Linked DNA regions of Hordeum vulgare: region 1 is linked to region 2. A link is a contact called in public Hi-C data. All regions are on one chromosome and are shown on one strand. Each heading gives the region's core, a stretch centred on a gene start, on an enhancer-like site or on the middle of the called end of the contact. The rest is flanking DNA. Distances are from core to core; before and after follow the strand shown. Region 1 holds the start of LOC123436492 (phenylalanine--tRNA ligase beta subunit, cytoplasmic-like). Region 2 holds the start of LOC123436460 (glycerol-3-phosphate acyltransferase, chloroplastic).

Region 1 (5,434 bases), core at 1,862-4,361, 250 kb after region 2:
GTGAATAGACTACTTGCATAAATTAAAATCCTAGCCTTTTCCCAATTTGATGGTTGGCAGATTTTAGCAATTATAACAAGCCTACTGCACCCTACACATGCTAGTCAACAAATATGGAAACGGAAAGTAGAGACATTGCACATGTAGTAAGGAGTAGAGTTTAAGAAGATCAAACGTAAAGAAGTTGACACGACGATTTTTGGCATGGTTTCGATAGGTGGCGCTATCGTACGTCCATGTTAGTGGAGACTTCAATCCACGGAGGGTAACGGCTGCGAGAGTCCATGGAGGGCTCCACCCACAAGGGGTCCACGAAGAAGCGACCTTGTCTATTCCACCACGTCTTCTGTCCATACAGGACTAGCCTCACTCACGGTAGATCTTCACGAAGTAGGCGATCTCCTTGCCCGTACAAACTTCTTGATTCAACTCCACAACACCTAACCAATCTAGGAGGCACCACCCTCCAAAAGGTAATAGATGTGGTAGAATGATGAACTCCTTGCTCTTGTGCTTCAAAAGATAGTCTCCTCAACACTCAATCACTCTCTCACACATTTGTTACGGATAGGAGAGATTGATCTTGTGGAAAGCAACTTGGGGAGGCTAGAAATCAAGGTTCAAATGGTTGGAGTGGAATCTCTTGATCTCAACACATGAGTAAGTGGCTCTCTCTCTAAAAATATGGGTCTCGCAAGTGTATGTGTGTTCTGAGTGCTTCCTCTCCGAATGAGAGGTAGGTGGAGGGGTATATATAGGCATCCCCCAAAATCCAACTGCTACAACATTATTGCCCAACTTGGTGACACCGAAATGAATCTCGGTGGTACCGAGTTGCACTAAATGTGGCAACTTTTGAATTCTTGATGAGACCGATATAGCAATCTTGATGGTACCCATACGATGACCTAGACTGGTTTCCAAATATCGGTGAGTCCGATTTCAAACTCGAAAATTCCGGAACTTGAAATCCTCTCAACAAAAAGTTGGTCAAACAATCTCGGTGGCACCGATAGGAATGTTGGTGGTACCGAGATGGTAGGGTTTGGCACAGGTTCTGTCAAGTGTAAAACTGGTAGGGCCGAATGGAAATTGTCGGTGTCACCGATTTTGCTGGTTTGGGTTTGGACAGAGATATTTTGTGGGAGAATGGTTAGTATTTTTGGTGGCTAGCTTTAAGCACTCGAGCAACCAACTCACCATAATACCTCATCCCCTTTTAATAGTATTGGATTTCTTATGATCTCAAAATGATTTCTCACAAAGTATAAAATGAAGAGTCTTCTTGCTTGAAGCTTGAGCCAATCCTATTCCTTCCTTGCATCAAGGGGCGTCTTCTCACAATCCTATAGCCAAAGCATCTATATGTACTATACCTAGAATATACTAGGTAAAAGTATTAGTCCAAGAGACAATGTATGTTGTCATGAATTATCAAAACCACCAAGGGAGCATATGTGCTCTCACACTTGAATGCTCCTCTCGTACAGATCATCCACTAAGCCAACGTCTCCCTGATGGCCGACGATTCAAGAGTAGCCCACTCAGAGGTTTTTGGAAAAAACATAGCTGACGCACCAAGGAATATGCCAACTTTATCTGTGCAAATGGCGCCCACAGCTCCACATGATCCTCCTCTTCCAACAACGTCGACATCATTTAATTTTGCTAGCTCAGCAAGCGACGCAATCCACTATGTTTTACCTGTTAGTGATTGAAACAAATGCGTGAGTCACCCTGGGTTGGATTGCTCACAACTCGCCTAGGTAATGTTCCACAAAACTATGGAGAACAAACGGGCTTTGATAGATGTCCTCATATATTGCTTTTCGTCACACTCCCCATACTGCCCAAAGGGTCACCACAAAGGTAGTGAATTCGTCCTCTGCAAGTGAATATTGCATAGGAAACAACCAACATTTTGCATTATCATCAACCTTTCTACTCAATTGTTCAATAATTGCATGTGTCGAAACAGAACCCAAGTACTTCTTGACCAAAACACATACGAGTTTGCTGGAATGAACCGCAAGACCACCCAGTTTATCAGAGGCCTTTGTTTCGGCCTATGGAGCAACAACCCATAGGACAGTTGGGCCAATATTTGATAGATGCGGGACAAATGGTTGTACACACGCACGTCTATAAACGTCTAGATCATAAAATGGACGATCGAAAACGCAGATCGTTGTGAGGACACGGATTAGGTGCGGTTAATATGAGCATGCCTTCCTCCACTGCCTTCTGTAATGTTTTTTTTACAGAAAGCATACTTTATTCATCAAATAACAACTACATAGTCCGCTAACAATTTCATGATAAAGTTTGGAGGAGCGTCATTCCAAACAGAAGGGTTAGTCGTCCTTCCCCATCTAGCTAATTCATGAGCTACATTATTCGACTCTCTAATGCAATGCTCAATAGTAACCTTCCCGAAGTCTACTAACATACTACGACAATCTTCTAGCACCGGCGTTGCCACCATGGATTGCACTTCATTTTGATTAAGAGCATCCACCACCGTAATATTATCCGTTCTCACCACCAAATTAGAGCATCTAGTATTATGAGCTAATTTGAGTCCTTCGAGTGGCGCCGTTGCCTCGGTTGTGATGACATCAGCTACATTTTCCAACCTTGCCGTTGAAGCTCTTATAAAAGTATCCTTGTAATCACGGATAATTGCTCCACATGCATCGATATATTCACCCTTTGAAAAAGATGCATCCACATTCAACACTTGTTGTCTTGCATAGAAAACCAGCCACTTATTGATTTTTGGAAAGTCCTTGCTTGTCCCTGCTGCACGAGCATAGTGAAGGGCCAACGCGATAACAGAGGAGCTGTTTTTTCTGCCTTCCATAATGTTTGTGACTATTTCCTTGCAATCAGACCCAACGATTTTTGTTTTTTGTTTTGAGAAAACCCAATGATCACTTAGGGCTTGTGTAGTGTTGTCGCGGAGCTGGGTCCCAGGCAGCCCAGAAAATTCCCGAGCCGAAAAAGAAGTCGGCCTGGGGCGCAGCCCACTCTCCCTACCCCTCTTCTGCTGGGCCTCGGCCAGTCAGCCCAATAACAAATACTGGACGAGGGGACTGAGCAAAGAAACGCGAGTTTTTGACGACAAGAAAACAGCCGTCCCGTGGCCGTCGAACCCTATCAATCCCGCCGCCCGCCGCCCGGGCGCCGTGCCCAGCGTCCGGTGTGTCGTTCGACCTGCGCCCCTGCCCATCCGGTGAGCCCCATGCAGTAGCAGCAGCAGCAGCGATCACTCCCCTTCCATCTCCTTCTTGGCTGCTTCCCTTGCTGATCTGCAGGCTGCTGACCTGTCCAGCTGACCGGCGAGGCGGCGCGCCGGTGACCGCGTTTGTCCAGACAGATCTCGACCCCGACACTGGCGTCCTTCGGCGTCCCGCCTCAGCTAAAGGTACCCCCATCTAGCCATCTCAAGTCCTCAACTCAAGCTTAAATTCCACAGAAAATGTGGCCGTGGCCCTCGGCATTAATGCCTTGATAGATTGAAACATGATTTTAATTAATTCTTGTTGCCCTTAGTTTTGTAATAATTGCACAGAAATATTTGAAGGCCAATCTCCATTCCAGTTCGCTTTGTCATGTGATATAATTGCTTTGTGTTTTCCCCTCCCTGTAATATAAGAGCGTTTTTGGGAGGGGAACTTTTGGAACCTGGGTGTATATACACCCTACAAGCAAAAAAAAAGCAATTCAACAAAAAGTCAAAAAGTTCTGAAAATATCTTTGAAATAAACTTGACCTTTCATTGTACTTGTAAGAAAAATTCCACAAAAATAAAAATATACTTTGACTTCTTTAAAAAAGCAAATTTTTGGTCAAAACAATATGAATAGTGACCCATAATAGCAAATACATTTTGTCTTTTTTGCCCAAAAGTCAGTGCTGATTTTGTTTTCGTGAAAATTTATATGCTAGTGCAAAACAAAGTCAAGTTTAACCTAAAAATACTTTGGAACTATTTTGAATTTTTAATTAATTATTAAAAAAAATCCTCATATAGGGTGCATATACAATCAGGAACCAAAGTGTATTTCCCAGCGTTTTTGACACTAGTGTAGTGTAAAAAACGCTCTTATATCATGGGACGGAGGGAGTACGTATTAAATGGCTAGTTTGATCAAAATTTGGCAGCTATTCCAGAATTCAGTGACTTGCTACCACTCATCCGACGCGGATTTGGTGAACATGGGTGCGCGTGCACCCTTTATGATTTTTTTTTCTAAAAATCCTAGGAAAAAAATTAAAAAAATCGGAATTTATTTTTGTAATATACATAGTCAACCAGTATACTTGGGTATCAAGTTTCACGTAGAAATCACATCCGTGGTAATATGGGCAAAAATTGACAAAACCGAAGCTATATTAAAAAACACTGTTTGATGAATAGTATGGCCACAATTGTATTTTCTTCACTAAAAATACCATGGGTGTCAATACATCATGAAACTTCCCACGTGAGTAGAATGGTTGACTAAGTTTCTTACCGCGAAATTTCAGAATTCTTTAAATTTTTCTAGTATTTTTTTACTATTCATATGGGTGCGCACGGCCTACCCCAACTTGTTTGGGACTGAAAGGCTTGGTTGTTGTTGTTGATGATGGGTGCGCACGCACCCATGATCACCTTTGTATTTTTGCTACTCATCACTCTTTATTATTATTATTATTCTAACTAAAACTGACTCCTAATGCAGCATCCACGTTTAGCCACGCCACCTTAAAACGAATAGTCATTGCACGTGATAGGAAAGTGTGACCACTGCACGTGATAAAACCCTACGCCCCGCGCCCCACCTCTCTGTCCAAATCCCCTCTCGCCAGTGCTTTCACCTCATTGGGCTCCCCCCTCCGTTCTTGCTAGGTTACCAGGCTCGCGTGTCCCGCCGCCATCAAGCGCCACAGCCACCACTCGTGATGCCGACAGTCAGCGTTGGCCGCGACCGCCTCTTCGCTGCACTCGGCAGGGTCTATAGTAAGCGCCTCCCCTCCCCCCCCTCTCGAAACCCCGCCGCGTACGCGCACTCCTTCCTTTAACCCGCCGCGAGAACACCTAACTAATATCGTTCCTTTGTTGTGGATGCTCTAGCGCAAGACGAATTCGAGGCACTCTGCTTCGATTTCGGCATCGAACTTGACGATGTGGTGAGCCGCTCGGATCTGTGCCATTTGTCTCTCCTACTCGCATGCTTTGGTATTTGGGTGTTAATTTCGTTTGATGTGATTTGCTTCATTGGTTTGTGTAGACCACAGAGAAGGCCATCATCCGGAAGGAGAAGCACCTGGAGGAGGATGTCGAAGCGGACGGTGATGATGAGGTCATCTACAAGATTGAGGTTGCCGCCAATAGGTAAGCACATTTTGGTTTTGCCAGCTGAATTGTCTGTGCAAGTTGCTAAAC
Region 2 (5,334 bases), core at 2,105-4,604:
GCCCAGGAACGCCAGAATGCTCCAGAAGCCTCCTCATATTATCCACTGCAGATGCATCAAATGGCGCCTGCCCTTGTTTTTGTAAGTAGCAGACAGGATAAAGGTAAGGGGAACTAAAACAAAATCAATCTCTTTGTTGCAGTTTTTTCATAGTACCCTCCCATTTCCTTTGTCATAACAATGTCATTGGATTGAAAGAAAATTGTGCATAATGATACACAGCAACCTCGGCAACATGATAAGACAGCCAAACCATATAGACTAGCAGGGAAGAGAACATACCGGGTGCCATTCTCCAGTCAAGGGGTCAGGACGGTCTCTACCGCCACTCGGAGCTATCCAAATTATATGTGAACCCCCACTACATAATATCATAAAAGATAAGCATTATCCTCTGATGCAAAAAGTGATCCTAGTCTAGCATGTCTTCCCTTAAAAGAGAACAAAGCCAGTTCCATGATGATGAGCATGAAGGTCAATATTGCTTATGTACCCATGTGGTTATCTCCTTAACTCTATTTGCCTTTGAGCGCAATTGAACAATCTTCACTGCGCCAGCACTAGATTTAAACCAAAACTCGTATCATGTTTTACACTAAAAGTGAGTTCACTGTCACTAACTTGCAGTGGTTAAACATACACATCAATTAGGCTAGCTACTGACAGGAAAATAGGATGAAAATAACCACCTATTGTAAGGAGATAGTACCGTAAAAGCAAAGCCATTTCCTTGAGACTTCGAGTGTTTGCCCTCCTCTTCATCTCAATTAGCTCAGGAAAATCATTCATATGCTTTTTTGAGTACACACAAAGGAGGTTTCTGTTATGAGAAAATGTTTACGTGGCGAACTGATGTTTTCCGGTAACAGGATTAGAAGAAAGCAGAATAACAACTTAGCATTATTATACAAACTGACCTTCCCATGCTAAATGGCTTGCAAAGAGGATCTGTAAGAACCCTATCCCCAGCAACATAAACCTATAGCAAATGGGGTTTTGATACTAATGCGGTTAGCTTATGATGATTCCCAAGAAAATGGTAGTTTGTTCAGAGAGTTCCCTTACTATGTTCTCGCTAATCCACGGATTGCTTCTTTCAAGTGACAAGGCAATAACTGCTGGATCCGCTTCTGTCTGATGATTAGACATCAGAACAACATTATGACCCTGCAATGACATAAAAAAATCAGAAAATATTTTGCTTACACATATTCAGTAAATAATATTTAACATTGTGAATTGAAAGAGTAACATAAGTTAGATACATAAATATATGGCGCTGGGGGTGCCACGTGGTAAGATGCACTAAAACGCTTTCTCTGCTAGAATTTAAGGATCGGCTGGTGATGCCATCTATATGGAAACTTGATTACATTGTTCTATTTCACCAAGTAAGCAACATCTCTCTCGACCATTTTGTGACCTTTGGAGTCTGGTACCCATCTTCTGATTCATAATAGCGGTTTCTGCTTTTCTTCTTAAAAGATCATGATGGTCTGCATTTACTAGAACACTAAAAAGGTTTGACGCCAAAGAAGCTAGTGATTGACATTTCATGGGAAAATATGACGAAGGTTAGACAAGTTCACCTGCCGGAGCTGCTTCTCCATATCACTGAATACAGAAATGTTACCGACATAAGAGTTCCTGAGCATAAGGAAACCATGTTGATAGGTCAAAGATCAATTTTGGATACATATGAATGTAGAAACTCTCCTGACACGTGATGGTAATTAAAATAAACTAGAATATGTTAACAAATACCACTGTTCTGTTGACGGAAAATACATTATGACTAATGTTAGGTAAAAACAAATTAACTACTTGTTGCAATATAATGGGCAGATACATCTTCCAGGAACTGGAGATTGCAGGTCAGATACTGTGCATTACAATCTAAAGCACAGATTTATTATCACCTTCAAAATAAATTCCTCAGCACAATGGAAATATGTGCACAGCATCCAGAATTTTCATCAAAATTCATGAATATTAAATATGCATTTGTCCAACAGACTGTGAAGGGACATGAATGACAAAAACAAAAAAAGTAAGGGTCTGTGACAGTAGATGTGCAATACAACTAATATGCACCCTGTGAAAGGAGTAATATATTGTAATGAATGAGTCTGATGAGGCATAATGCATCACTATTCCTGTTTACACAGAAGATGTCCATGAGAAGTACAGCAAACTTCGTATGACACCATATGAACCAAACAGCAAACTTCGTATGACATTATTGAACCAAAATGAGCCTCTTATATGTTCTCAGATCAGATTCTTCATTACCTAAAATCTACCAGTGGCCTAATGTAGTTCTGACCGAAAGTGTAATAGTCAAACGGTTCTCTGATGGCCTTGTGATAAGGCTGAAACGTAAATGGATTCTGCAAAAGAACGTGAAGATTGGTGTAAAAGTGCATCTTGGAACAAAGAGAAAATGTGAGAGCGAATTGGGAAGGTAACGGGCATAGAAATAGGACCTCTGCATCTAGCAGAACGCGGTCAAATAAATCCATCATGTTGGAAAGCATGATCTGATATGCATTTGGATCCCCATTTTGTAGCACCTAAACACGCCAAAGCAATCACAGAATATACGTCATGAGTAATAACTGAATAAGGATCTAACTGTACCGGAGAGGAAACAGGAAGTATATTTACCGCATTCTTGTAATTGCAGTACAGGTTTTCAAAGTTGTCAGCAACATCTGGACGCAACTTCCCTCTCTCCACTTCCTTCCTGACGCGTAGAACGAACTCTGCACACCACATGCAACTGATGGTTTCATATGAATGATGAAAAGGAACGAGATGAGATGCGATTTCCGGGATCACTCCTCTACGAGACTGAACAAATGTGCGAGTCAAAAATGCATTTGGGAGCAGCAGCAGACCTTGCTCGCTGCGCACGTCGAGCAGGGGCGATGGCCCCGCGACCTCCTCGTCCGCCCCCGTGTCGGAGGCGAGCACGGCGCCCTTGACCGGTAGCCGCGGGGCCCGGCCGCCTCCGGCCGCCCTCCACGCGGGCAGCCGGAGGGCGCAGCGCCTGGGACGGCGGAGGCCCGCCGGCGCCGCTAGTATGGCAGGTCGGTGAGAGGCCCAGGCGCCTCCGGCGAGCGCGGCGAGCGGCGGGGCTTGCATGGAGCGGGCGGGCGTGAGGTTCTAGAAACCGAAAACCCTAGCCAGTGGGAAGGAGAGTGGTGGTGGTGGGCACGAATCGGCGGAAAAGGAAGACGGGCGACGGAGGCGACGAGGCGGCGACGGGAACGGTGCCGATTCTCGCTTCTTGGTTTCTTCTCTCAACGCAAGAGAAAAGAAGGATTTTCAAGTGGATTAGGATTCTCGTGCGAGCTCATTGGCACCGCTGCTTTATATTTTTGCACATACGTCCCTCTCCTCCCGTCTCTCCGAATCTAGCCTTTTATGCGGATCATGCTATTTGTCACGATTTTCATTCAATCTCCTTTTTGCCTAACAACCTGAATTCTTCTTTGGATATTCAATGGAACAAACAAACTTTTTGGGAGAATAACCAAAAAATTAGTTATGGCTTTTCACGTAATATTGTGACACATTTTTGTTGAAAATGTTCATGTGTGAAAAAGAAGACCCGGCTAACAAATGCCCTTACGGTTGTTGGGGTGACCGAGGAGAGTTGTCATAAAAAACGGACGAGAGCACGTGGACCAACCCCCACTCTCTTTCTTCTTTCTTTGGATCCTTCTTTTCTATATATTTTTATATCGGAAGCTTTCTCTTTACAGCGTAAAAAAAAAAGATTGGCATGGCCCTTGATAGAGCACGCACGAATCTCGTCCAACTCCATCAAGTTACAACTCCCTCATAAAAACAGATGAGCAACTTCGTCCATCTCTCATTTTCCCTTCGATTTTGCACAGAAGCACATGGATAATAAAAATCATGGCTGGATAATACTTCTTTTGCACGAAGAACATCCACGTACGTGTTTTATGGTAGACTTACAAAAAAGGTAGCAACTTTAGTTGCAATCGCATGTAACTGTTGCCTAAAAGTAAAGCAACTTATGCCATTTCTAATCGATCCCTTATAACCGGTTAGAAGAGTAACTTTCTTTTAATCCTCTAACGGGCACCTAGTCGATCCTTTATTCGTCGTAAGGGACTAGATTTTTTACTCCGGCACAAATTTCTTTCTAAACATACTCCATCATTCGGCGATCGAGTAAAAACCCGCACTCTCCCTCCCGTCACCATCGGCCCTGCTTCTTCATCGGCGTGTCTCCCGGCAATCGTCCGTCGGCCTCGCTATTACCCCATTGCCTCTCTTGCCCCCCCCACCGCCCTTCTTCCTGACGTCGAGCCCATTCGGCCCCCGTTGTTGTCACCATTATTGATTCGTCGGATTGCTTCGTTGCTTCTACTTTTTATGTCCGCTGCCGCATCACACCTAGCTTGCAAATGTTGTAGGTCACTCTCTCTCGTCGTCGCCGGCATGTTTGGTCTCAACGACACCGGTCAGCCGATGCACCTCCACCGCACTGCAAGTGTTCGACGAAATGCCTAGGTGAGTTTTTCGTTCGTTTCTTTGTGAACCGGGTCGTTTGGATTGAACCTAGTGATACATGTCTAATGTATCGATAATTTATGAAGTATTCATGATAGTATTATACAATTTATATATACTTTTGGCAACATTTAATATTATTTCTTTGGGACTAACTTACTTACCTAGTGTCTAGTGTCAGTTCCTGTTTTTGTGTGTTTTTTATTTTGAAGAAATTCCATATCAAACAAAGTCCAAAGGCAATAAAAGTTTACACGCGATTTTTTATAGAATATATGTGAATTTTGAGAAGAAGAATCAACGTAACACGGTGCCCGAGGGGGCACTGTGACATCCCCGAATTTGTGCTACAGTAATCCATGGAATCGAACTACAGTAACCTTTGGGTTGTGATGATCCATTTTGCTAATCTTCATTTGATCCAAATCGAAATTCAAATTCAAGTGCGATCCAATGTCAAGATTTAAAATTATCACACACGAAATATAAAATGTTCCTATTATAGAAAATAATGTACAGTTAAATATGTTGGATAAATCAACAATTTTAGAAGTGTTTAAATCCACTAAATTAAAATAAAACTAAAACAGAAACAAAAACAAAACAAAAAATACAACCCCACCCCAAATTGGGCCAGCCAGCCCATCTAAACCACCCACCCACCTAATACCTACCCATGGGGTATTTAAACCCATGCCCAAACCCTAGCCTCACTCCCTCACCCCACTCCTTCCCCACCCCGCCGCCAGGCTCACGCCAGAGCCACTCACGAGGTTGTCTCCC

What was found. Hi-C and Micro-C count contacts between places; a contact is called where the count stands out from the background.
Region 1: a Hi-C map of leaf shows a contact between it and region 2, with 4 times the contacts expected there. The contact joins the promoter of LOC123436492 here to the promoter of LOC123436460 in region 2. A contact is called at or near these places in 3 of 6 Hi-C or Micro-C datasets (leaf and seedling) and 1 of 1 datasets of contacts at active chromatin or transcription factors (embryo).

The regions. Positions count from the first base shown.
Region 1 is chr1H:357,564,559-357,569,992 of MorexV3_pseudomolecules_assembly, forward strand. It overlaps LOC123436492 (phenylalanine--tRNA ligase beta subunit, cytoplasmic-like), which reads left to right and starts at 3,112. Exons shown (of 21, transcript XM_045115634.1): 1 at 3,112-3,235; 2 at 3,335-3,427; 3 at 4,898-5,008; 4 at 5,123-5,178; 5 at 5,280-5,383. The coding sequence starts at 4,951.
Region 2 is chr1H:357,314,391-357,319,724 of MorexV3_pseudomolecules_assembly, forward strand. LOC123436460 (glycerol-3-phosphate acyltransferase, chloroplastic) reads right to left here and starts at 3,355. Exons shown (of 13, transcript XM_045115632.1): 1 at 2,901-3,355; 2 at 2,668-2,765; 3 at 2,487-2,573; 4 at 2,293-2,390; 5 at 1,590-1,647; 6 at 1,066-1,167; 7 at 918-979; 8 at 710-820; 9 at 283-361; 10 at 1-67. The coding sequence starts at 3,147.